Regions from separate parts of the Mus musculus genome. Here region 1 is linked to region 2. A link is a contact called in public Hi-C data. All regions are on one chromosome and are shown on one strand. The core of a region is the stretch at or near the end of the contact, and the rest is flanking DNA. Distances in the headings are between cores, read along the strand shown.

Region 1 (6,206 bases), core at 2,372-4,871, 48 kb after region 2:
TGATGATAAATAATGCCACCTTGCAAAAGCTCAAAGTACTATGAGCAGTTCTTTCTAGTAAGTCATCGTGCCAAATTACACATTTCTGTTCCCACCTTGGGTCATAGGGGATGAGAAAAAAAGCAGTATGCCGAAAATGAAGATCTTCCCAGGAATTATCAACTGGGGATTACACAGCCATAATGACATGCTTTGTCTAAAATGGGGATATCCGTCTACATATGGGTGTTTATCTCTCAATCCAGACTTCTATGAGTGTGTTGATATCTGAGTGGGAGAGTAGGCTAAGTGGAGTAGCTTGTCATTGATCAAGAAGTGCAAGACTATCTGTCATTCACTGTCACTCCCAGAAGTAGAGCCAGTTAACATCTTGAGATGCTCACTCTGAAGAGAAAGGAGGAGGCATGGAGGGAAATGGTAGTAGTGTTGGGGAGAATGATTGGCAGTCATCCTTTCTTCCCTAGGCTATAAAAATCCAGGCAACTGAAAGCAAATTAATTATTTCATCCTTATATTTTTTAAAAAAAGGACATTTACACATACAATCAATATGTCAAGGATCATAGAGTCTTCTTCATTCTCTAAACTTATCTCTAAATATTTCTATACGGTCAACCCTCAAAACCATTTCTAAAAACAGATAGGGCCTGCAGAGATGTGGGAGAGGAAGAGAGAATGTGATGGCAGAGTGTCTATCAAGTTTTAAATATACAGTTCTATATTTATATATGCAACATGACAAGTTGACAGAGTCCTCTTCCACAGGCAGAGAGACTACTGATAATTGGATACATTTCCTGTAATAGACACAAGGTAGGCTGAGCTATCAGGGATTCATAAATCTTTATAAATTATAAGCTATCTTGATAAATTTATGTATGTGATATATATATATATATATATATATATATATATATAGAGAGAGAGAGAGAGAGAGAGAGAGAGAGAGAGAGCCCGCACAAGCACATGTACAGAATAAGAATGGACAGGTACAGGACAAAGGGCAGAGAGATGATCATTAACTTGATAATGATATGCTTGTTCTATCAAGGTTATCAGTCTTGATAAATAAAGCAGATGGAACACCTATATCCCACAATACACTTTGCTTCACGAGATGCCTGGTGTACCCTGTGCAGCTATAGCCATGTGACATAGATGTAAACTACAACATCTTATGCTTTCTCTCTCTGTATTATCACCCAGCCTACCCTTCAGGGCCAATCCTTGCAGTGGATGTCACCAGATTCACCCCTCGAGTTCCCACTACAGCTAAGGGCAGAATTCCAAAGCTTCTTTGCATCCCCACTCTCTGGGACCTACATTCTTGATCATTTGAAAGACTTAACTTTGTCAATGAAGCTGAGTCTCTCAAACTTAAATAACTATAGACCACGTGTAAAGAAGAAACTGCCCTCATGGATGAATAATAAACACACAAACACACTTTTTTCTTATCATATCACCATGCATTATGCACTCATGGAAACGTTCTCTTTTAAAAAGGGATTGGAGTTACTGTGACTTGGGATGATGCACTATACTAAAATGATCCATATTGCATTTCAGAGCATAAAATGGAGTCTTTGGACAAAGTCCTATACAGAAGGAATTTTGGTGCATTAATACTCATATATTGGAGTGTGCTTGTCTCTATAATTAAGTTGGACAGGGAAGTTATTAATGATTTCAAAGCCTTGTTTGTAGGCTCATGATAATGAGACCTCCACTCAACCAACCACTGGCCAGGGAGCAATGCCTTTTGGAAGATTTCAATGATGTATTTGGTAAAAATCAGAAGGTATTTTGTTTGCCTGAAGATAAGGCTAGTTTTAATGCACTGAATCCCGACTGAATAGTCCACTCTACTTACTAAGGCTGAGGGTAAATGCAGACAAGCCTGCAGCCTATCAAGGCTAAAATTACCTTCAGCAAATGTGTCAAGCTCTTGAGTCCAAGCTGGTAGGTAGCCCTGGGAGCCTACTCCTAGCATCACTATGGTACTGAGCATCTGCCTTGGGTTCCTGAGTGTGGTACAGATGATTCTCCTCCTGTTCCATTTTCCTATCAACTGCGATGATCTTCCTGACTCCCTGAGCTGGGTTTGGACAGGGACTAATTATAATGCCATATACAAAGTTAAGACATCCACAGCTTTGCTCAGGCTTTGCAGCATCAAGATAACCCAAAACCCACTTTGTGACTGTTGGTAAAATCATCGCCAAGATAAAAATTGAAGAATGATTGGATTTACTTCCATAGACAACCAAGATCTAATGTGAAGCCATGAGCTGGCGTTTAAGACCCAGAGAAGCAGAGTTATGTGCTCAAAGATACCCAATTAGAATGCAATCCTAACCTTTTTAATATCCTTTCATTTACTTACCTCCTCCCTGCAGGCTGGCCTGTCTGTTGTTGGTTGAATCTGCCAAGCTCTTGTCTACTTCAGATTCTCCAGACTGATGACAAGGGATGAGTCTTGCACCTTTGTAAAATGTCCAGTCTACACTCACAAAGTATGACTTGTCAACATACTCCACTGAAAATTGTTTAAAGGAAAAAAAGCAGGTCACGGGTAGGAGGAAGTCCCGTGCACCAGAAGTCCCCTCCCTATTTCTGGATTGTAAGGACGGTCTCTGTGTCTATTCTTAGAATCTCAGACAATGTATGGCTCTAAAACCTCCAGATCCCATCTCTCCCTTGTATGGCATCTCACAAGGCACAAAAAACACTCACTGGTTGCAAAGTTTGGCTGCACCTGTTATTCTTATAAATCAAGCATCACTAAACAAACAAACAAACAAACTAGAGAAAAACCAAAAGAATCAAACCTTGATATTCTAATACCAACAAATGGCTGACTATCAACAAAATGTCACATAGTACCTACTATGTAAACCAGCCTACCCCCCTTGTTTCAGCTACAGTTTAAGCTACTGTGTGTCAGACATCTTCTATGATGGACATATTCTACGAATAGCTTGGAGCAGCCACACTCTAAGTACTAGGTCATCCTCGTAGTCAGGTGACTACTATTTCAACTACTCCCTCCTTCCCTCCTTTCTCTTCATCCCTCCCTCCCTCCCTCCCTCCCTCCCTCCCTCCCTCCCTCCCTCCCTCCCTCCAACACAATCCTGGCGTCTAGCATCCCACCCTGAGGAAGTACCCTGCTTAGCTCACTCAAAAACCTTTTGTAGATTTATGCTTGTTTGGCGTTTTTCCCCAGGGTGGCTGCATGTATTTAATATGATTAACAGCTTTAGTCATTAAACACTGTTTCTTTAAGAGGATTGCATGAGATTACCCATAGGGTCCTGGGCTGAAATCTCAGCACAAGTCCCCAGGAGAGGTAGGTAAAAGAAGTTCATCATAATATAACAACTTCACTTAGGACTTCAAATAATTGATGACACAACCCATAAAAACATTCTTCCTAAACTAATCAAATCATTAAAATGTCAGCTTCCACACAGATACTCCACTGCGTGCCTGCCCTTGGCCCTGATTCAATTCAAATGGAATATTGCTGAAGCGGACGGCTTGATGAAGTCTGTGTTTCTTTATGCTGTCCCCTCCTTGATGGATGCTCATCTCTGCATGCTTGAAGACAGCCATCCCACAAAGCAAAAGTGCTGGCTGAAAGCCAGGAAACAAGACACAAAGAGGGCTCTTGTCATTAGCCCACCAGACATAGTAAAGGCTAGGTTTCTTTCTGTATTCAATGCACTTCAGGGCATTTCTTTAGTGCTTAAAATATGAGGCTAGCAAGAAGACTGTTGTACACTATGCAGAGAGCCCAAGATTCAAAGAAAGAGCAAGGAAGCATGCACACACAACTGGCTTGGGGTTTCCGGTTTATTAAAAGGGCCTGGTACTTACAAATGTTTCCTGTGGCTTGCTCTTAGGGTTATTATTGGTGTTATGAAACACCATGACCAAAAAAAAAAAAAAAAAAAAAAAAAAAGGCAAGTTGAGGAGGAAATGGCTTGTGCTTCCACACTATTCATCACAATGAAAGATAGACAGGAACTCAAGCAGAGTAGGAACCTGAAGGCAGGAACTGAAGCAGAGGACACAGAGGGGTGCTGCTCACTGGCTCTTTGCTTGTACCTGGCTCAGCCTGCTCTCTTATAGAACCCAGGACCACCTACCTAGGGATGGCACCACCCACAATGGGCTGGATCCTCCCCCATCAATCACTAACTAAGATAACATCCTAAAGGCTTGCCTATAGCCAATCTTATAGAGGCATTTTCCCCATTTGATGTCCCTCTTCTTTGATGACTCTCTAAATAGTGTCAGGTTGACAAAAAATTGCCAGTACAGCAGTATAGACTCCAACCTCAACCTCAATCTAACAATTTGCAGAGCACTCCACTAGGACACAGGTTTTTTGTTTGTTTGTTTTTTGTTTGTTTGTTGTTTTTGACTTAGTTGTTCTGAACACCCACTAAAACAATATTGAGCAAAATGAACATATAGTTTTATAGGTCTACATTTTGGAACCAACCAGAAGCCAAAACAAAACAAAAACAAAAACAAAAAACAAACAAAAACCACCTCCTGCCTCTAGTAAGGATCTGAATTCAACGTTTTACTTCCATACACTCCTCTGTGGAGACCTCAAGTTGATTCTTGATTGCTATCCTATGCATTATGGTAACCCTGAGAGACCTGAACTACTTAAATTTAAAACAATTATGTCTTTTTAGCTTAGAGAATGTTCCCAGGATCACAGATAGTTTCCAAATCTACAACATAGAACATAATACCATCTTCATGTGGAACTATCAAAATCACAAGGTCTGAGAAATGGCTCAGAGATAAAGATCATATACCACTTAGAGTAGACAAGTTTGGTTCCCAACATCCATGCTGGGTAGCTCAAAACCAACTCCAAGGGATCCAACTTCCTCTCCAGGCCTCCACAGATACCTGTACTCACAGGCAAATACACACACACACACACACACACACACACAGAGAGAGAGAGAGAGAGCGAACATACACATACAACACATAATTTAAAAATATAATATAGCTTTAAAAAACAGGCTAGAGAAGCAACTTTTCTTTAGGGTGATCTCTAAGTTAAACTCACTATACTTGTAACTATTTTAATTCAAGGTATGCTTGACCCCAGTGTCCTCTGACATTCCTTAAGATGAACAAGTATTAGCACACAGATGAATGGGAATACACACACAAATTCTATGGATCAAAAAATTTCAGGAAACCTTTTTTAGCACTCAATATTTTTAGCACTCACCTTGCCATATGTTTCTGTTTCTAAATATTTTACTTTATTTATGGATGCATATGTGTGCCTACATGAACATATGCTATGTGTATTCAAGTGCCCAGAAAGGCCAGAAGAGGGCACTGGATCTCCTGGAGCTGAAGTTAGAGGCTGTTGTGAGCTGCCTGCAATGGATGCTGGGAATGAAGAGACATCTGCAAGAGAAGCGAGCACTCTTGACTGCTGAGACATCTCTCCAAACCCAACTCCACCATATGTCTGTAGGAACTGAACATTTATCAAGCTCTGATCAATACATTCCAGGGAGCACATACTATATTCTATCTCCTTTAGAAAGCATGCAAGGTTTTATCCCCTTTTTTTTCCCCATCTGTTTCTATGCACTAAATGTGAAAATTCAAAGCTCCACTCAAATGCCACCTGCACCAGGACCTTTTTACCTGTGCAAGAACTGGTCTGCTTACAGCCAGTCACATTCATCACAACTGTTAACATCCATCAAGTTGTGTTTTATGAAGATCCTCTTACAGAAGGTTCACAACACTGTTAGGTATGGACTATTTCCATCTAACAGATCAAAATATTAAAACTGAATAAAAAATTATTGCTCAAAGTTTCACAACTGATAAATGATATAGCTGCAATTTGGCACAGGGCTCTCTAGCTTCAGGTGTCTGGTGATTGTTGTTGTGTAGAATTCAATTCTAAGCTGGTACACACTTTCCTTCTGGTATACATCACATTACTCCTTTGATGAGTATAAGTTAGGTATATATCAGTCAAGTCCATTTTCTTCCCTTGATTATAAATTCCTTAAATACAAAGAAAGCCAAATCTTATTCATGTTGCCCCAACCAGAAGAAACAAAATTGCATTTAGTACATAAATACATAAATAACTATTTCTATTTGACTAGTGGGTTGTAACTACAACATTCAGTCCACAC
Region 2 (5,617 bases), core at 16-2,515:
GAAGGGAAGTGAGTGACGGTCATGAGCCCAGTGAGCACTGGTGGGTGTGACCCACAAAACTGACCCTTGCACTATGATGCAACTATGGTAGATCTGTGGTGGGAAAAACAATAATTAGACCCCCAATCCAAATGTAAACACTTCCACAGGAGTCTGCTTAAGGAGGAAAACTCTTCCCACGGGACCTTTTTTAACCATTTTATTTTAAAGAGATCAGAAAGCCTCTCTGTGTTGAAATGTCTCAGTGGGAAGTTCTTTAGTACTGCTTCTTAAAACCGGCCTAACTATGACAATACAGAGGAACTGAGCCAATGAGTGGGAGGGCTTGGTGGGTTACGCCAAAGGCGAGGTTCAGGTCACAGAATACAACAATGTTGGTTTCCTGCAGGATTCGATGCATTTATTAAGATACAGGCGTCTAGTAAGTCTTCACCTTCAGGATAGTACTAGAACACAATCAACCCTCCTTTTGGAAAACTGTTTTCTAAATACCAATCTGCGGACAAACTCGGCAGGGAATGGTGTTTTACACCATTTAATGATTCTAGTGCTAAACCTGAGAAATATTAGCATGGCAGTGTGATGCACATGGTATGCTAGTCCGTTTGGGTTAACGTAAGCTGCAGTAACAAATGAGCCACTATCTCACAGTCATAGAGTTATATTGAGTGCTATAGTCTGCATGCTTTCCATGGGACCCAGGCAACACAATACCTTCCTTGCCTCTAGAATATAATTGCTTTCATGGCAGAGGGAACAGCAAGGAGAATGGAGCGTAATGCTTCTTCAAGACTTTCTTACAAAGTGGGGCAGTTGGCTTCATCTCACCGAGCATAGGCTAGAGCAGGAAAACAGCAGAAGTCAACAGTGTAAGAATATGTTCTGTCCTGAGTTGGGGGATGGGAAATTAAACACGGCGGATGAATGGCTGTAGCATTTTTCAGAACTTAGACAGCAGCTAAAAGAAAGTACAGTTAGGACTTCCAACCCTGTCTTTCCTCCAGACTTGTGATCACCATTAAATTGTGACCGAATCTTCTAAAGAGAAATATAACTCCCGTTCCCATGGCTGTTGTTCCTCATAAAGTACGCAGGATGCAGAATGAAACAGAACCAGAGAGGGTCACAGGACTAATTTTTCCCTTTGCGGTTGGATGTCAAACGGTTTCTTCCAACCCTCAATCATTCTTTCCAGAAGTTCAGCAGCTAGAGAGCCTGCATCGTGGAAGGAAGGGCCTGTCTCCTGCTCTGGCCAGCACAGGCTTCCTGACATCCGTATGGTACTTGGGGTTGGCTAGTGGGAGGAAGTAGTCGGAGAGAACAAAAGACACTGGAAGCTTTGCTACGAAGTAAGTAAGCAGAATTAGACCACTAGAAAGACAGACCTCCGCAGTTCTAAAGGGCATCTGAGGGCTCTGTTTCTTAGCAACATGTGGGAAACACCAGTCCTGTCTAAACCCTCTTGCAGCAATTACTGGTGATGATTTTGCTTCCTGTAAAGGGAGGCCAGGGTGAGCCTGCAACAGTAAGGAAAACTAGTCGACAGCAGAGTGACTCTTAAAAAAAAAAAAAAAAGTTGAAAGCCAGACATGGTGGCCCATTCCCTTAATCTTACTTAGCACTAAGGGGCTGGAGACAAAAGAAGAATCAGGAATTGAAGGCCAGTCCCAGCTACACAGGATGTTTGGGGTCAACTTCAGCCTTTTGAGACAGTTTTTTTTAAATTATATTTCATTTATTACTATGTGTGTATGTAGGTGGGAGTGCGTGTGTGTACTACAGTGTGTGTGTTAGAGGGCAGAGGACAACCTGAACCAGTTACTTCTCTCCTTCCACCATGTGGATGCTACAGATGTGGATGTTACAGATGTGGATGCTACAGATGTGGATGCTACAGATAGAACTCAGCTTCCTGGGCTTGAGAGCAGGAATCATGACTCGCTAAGTGATCCTACAGACCCCTGAAAGAGTTCCTTCCCTTCTCCTCACTGCTTCTCTTTCTCTTTCTCTTTCTCTACTTCCTGGAAGTAAGGAAGAACAAGGGCAACAGCGTGGTGCAATATTTATGGGGTTTTCCCAAAAAATAAGAGTCTGCTGTGGTGATACACACTTATAATCCTAAATACTCAGGAAACGGAGGCAAACTGAGCTTAGGAGCAGAAGACAGTTGTATCAGCCTGGGTAATATACTGAGATTACATCTCAAAGGAAATGGAAGACAAGAGAAGTAAGTGGAGGGGTGCATAGAGGGAAGGAGACCCAATAGATAACTGATCTGGTTTAGTTTCTGGCCACTCCTAAAGACTCATACTCCTAAAAAGGCCAGAGGTGATATTCTCTTATTACTTTGAAACAGCTACCCACCTGCTTAGGATTCAAAATCCCTAAGCCCTACCGATGTCCATCAGATAATTCTTTCCAGACTTCTACATATTTGGAAACTCACATTAGTTTACAAACAAAATGTTAGGGGAACTTTGTAAGCACAGAATTGGTTCCTGAGGTATTTTAAACAGAATCAGAAATGAATCCCCTCACTGGCCAGGAACTTTTGATAACTACTATAATGCAAACAACTAGCAATACTGTACTAGTAAGAACGCCTCTCCGGAGGCATCCAGCCATTCACCTAACGAGGCTTTTAAGTGACAACCTGTACCTAGACTAGTGCATACCACATCAGCTTCATTTGCCCCAAATCAACATGCCAAAGCCATCAGAGCAATGAATGGCCACCTCGCTGGCTCGCCAAAGGCAGATCCATGACTAATATGCTGACCTGACGGAATTCATGAATAAGTTGTTCCTTTAAATTATTGATGGAGCTTGTAGATGAAGGGACAGAGTGTTCTAGTTAGTGACAGCTTTTCATATTGCCTTCATGGCTCGAAAGGTATGGTCAATTCATCAAAAGCTAGAGCTATAGGAGCTTTCCTGTGAATGTTTAAGACCTAGAAAATACAGCCCACAATTAGTAAACAATGACCCAGGCACAAGTTTTAAAATATATCAGAATACGCGTTCATGATATATTGATGTCAACTTTTTGTTGACTTTACTGCCGTGCATGTATGTTTCTGTATAGACGTAGTAGAATGTCTGTGTTTGTGTGTGTGCGTGCATTTGGAGGCCAGAGGTCAGCGTTGGCAGTTATGACTCAGTAGGCCCTTCCCCTTGTTTGTGAAGTTAAGTATCTCACTGGCCTGGAGCTCACCAAGTGGGCCCGGCTTGATGGGCAGCCAGCCCCAGACAACCCCCTGTCTCTTCTTTGGCTCTGGTTTTGCAAGAGTGCACGCCACTACAGTAAGTTTTATGTTTTGTGGGTTCTGGGGATCAAACTCAGATGCTTACGCTTGCAAGGCAAGCACTTTACCCAGTGGGCTATCGTCCCAGCCCCCACTTATGATTCTTCCCTTTGAAGAACCTAAGCTTTCAACTGCACTGACTGATTCTTATTTTGAATGAGGTGTTGTTTAGGAGCACATATTCTCATAAGAAACATAAATACCTGGTGACAATTCCGTGTAGATGATGACAATGTTCACTCAGCCAGAGCAGGCCGTGCTCTGATGCAGGGGTGGTAACCTGTGCTCCATGGGCTACCTGCTTTTATAAATCAACTTCCATTGGAATTCAGCAACCTTCCCTTTATTGTTGTTCTATCTGCTTTTGTGCAAACCCCAGCTGAGTGCAATAGCTACATTAGGTACACTAAAGCCTACAGGGTGTAAAATGTTATCTGGCACTTCAAAGAAATAAAGCTTGTGACTCAGGATGCAGTTCATTGCTCCATCTCCCACTCTGGAGCACTGCCTAGTTTATACCGTGGCTCCCTATGTAGTAGGGGAATGAATGAATTCATGAATGACTCTCGGTTTTGAAAGTAGGGCCGGCCAGCACTTACCACCCATTTAAAAGCTATTGCATCACAGCCTCACAGAAAAGGTCATGCGTGTTGACTCTGTCATAGTGACATATAAGTCAGGCTACTTGAGTCTCAGAGTTCCAAATACATGCGGTTTCAGAACTGAAGCCAGTTGTAAGGCAATGATTGGTTATCCATCACAAAGCAACTCATACTGCTATGAAGACTCGACTGGGGAACTGCAAACACATCCAAGCCAGCCAGTCTCTACAAGCCCAGGTCACTGTTTATCTTGAAACAGAAACAGAAAATGTCAATTGGACAGTGTGTCTTCCACCTCCCAAAGGCTGGCAGTGACTTTGTGGTTGAAGATAACTCTGGAAAACTGAATGGAAACAACAACAACAAAAAAAAAAAAACCCCACACCTAGGCCAGGCGTGGTGTCGCATGCACGCCTTTAATCCCAGCACTTGGGAGGCAGAAGCAGGCGGATTTCTGAGTTTGAAGCCAGCCTTGTATACAGAGTGAGTTCCAGGACAGCCAGGGTTATAAGAGAAACCCTGTCTTGAAAAATAAATTAAAATAAATAAATAAATAAATAAATAAATGAAAAATTTTTAAAAACCCACACTCACCTCCCATCCCAAGTGGCATAGCAACATATGCATGTTTTCCTTCCAGAAATCAAAGAACAACTGAGGTGAATATGTTTGCCCAAATCTTATTCTGATGAGAAACTCTACTAAAAGCCATGTAGAGATAAGCCTTGCAAAAAATTTCTACCATGATACAGCATGTTCAGTGTGCCAGCTTAGTAAGAACATGGTAACCAGGGCAATTCAAGCAAGCTAAATTTGTTATTTAGCTTTAGTGGCAAACAGGTAGGTACGTTGATTGGATGCTAGGGAGAACAGGGACCAAGCCTGACATTGAACCTGAGAGGAGCCCAAGAGGTCAATTAATTTCCTCTTCAGACAGGCTACTCGATCAGTTCCTTAGTAGTGGCAGTCAGGAATTTAGGTTCTCTATGTCTAACAGAACTGATATACTACACTTTGCACAGTTTGTTGTCTAAGAACAAAGGAAGGTCCAGGCCCATACAATGCCAAGGATCCAAAAAAAAAAAAAAAGCAGACTTAAAACATAGTACTATAGGATATTGGGACTAGCTAGTTTCATGTCACATTGACCCAGACTGGATCATCTGGAAGGAAGTACTGTCAGTCGAGAAAATACCTCTACCATATTGGCCTCTGTGCAAGCCTGTGGTGCATTTTTCTGGACTGATGATTAATGAAGAAAAGAAGGTCTACCTCACTGGAGGTGGTGCAACCCCCAGGCCCTATACATTGTCCTGGATGGTGTAAGAAAGTGGGGTGAGCAAGCAATGGGAAGTCACAAGGAGAAAGCAGCATCCCTCCATGGCCTCTGCACCAGCTTCTACCTCCAGGTTCCTGCCCTGTTTGAGCTCCTGCCTTGATTTCCCTCATCAATGGAGTGTGAGCTGAAATAAACCTCTTTCTCCCCAAGTTGTTTATGGTCACGGTGTTTGATTACAGCAACAAAAACACTAAGTCAATACTAACTGTTCACAGAAGTAACCTAATCTGGTTAACCTGCCCAGAAGTTTTGTCCTCTGTCACCAATAAGCAAAGGTCTAGAAAAAGTGACATAAGGTTTTCTAAGTCCTGGAACCTTTTAAAATAGGTACAGGTTTGTGGCATTTAAAGGGGAGTAGAGATCAGGACAGG

What was found. A called contact is a pair of places that touch in the nucleus more often than the background predicts.
Region 1: a contact with region 2 is called in a Hi-C map of neural progenitor cells, with 1.5 times the contacts expected there. The contact joins two enhancer-like sites. A contact is called at or near these places in 1 of 15 datasets of contacts at CTCF or cohesin (the NIH/3T3 cell line), 9 of 484 Hi-C or Micro-C datasets (the N1E-115 cell line, the Patski cell line, adipose-derived mesenchymal stem cells and 5 more), 2 of 115 datasets of contacts at active chromatin or transcription factors (embryonic fibroblasts and embryonic stem cells) and 3 of 9 other capture datasets (adipose tissue, liver and pancreatic islet).

Annotation. Positions count from the first base shown.
Region 1 is chr15:53,185,165-53,191,370 of GRCm38.p6, forward strand. All of the region lies in intron 1 of Ext1 (exostosin glycosyltransferase 1), which reads right to left. Among named protein-coding and RNA genes, the nearest start is that of Ext1, 160 kb to the right of the region's middle. Within about 2 kb of position 3,622, at least 16 of the 459 cell types and tissues checked have an H3K27ac peak or open chromatin away from gene starts, as enhancers often do. A contact at or near this core is called in neural progenitor cells, where this site is marked.
Region 2 is chr15:53,139,151-53,144,767 of GRCm38.p6, forward strand. The region is part of intron 1 of Ext1 (exostosin glycosyltransferase 1); the gene reads right to left. Among named protein-coding and RNA genes, the nearest start is that of Ext1, 200 kb to the right of the region's middle. Within about 2 kb of position 1,266, at least 117 of the 459 cell types and tissues checked have an H3K27ac peak or open chromatin away from gene starts, as enhancers often do. A contact at or near this core is called in neural progenitor cells, where this site is marked.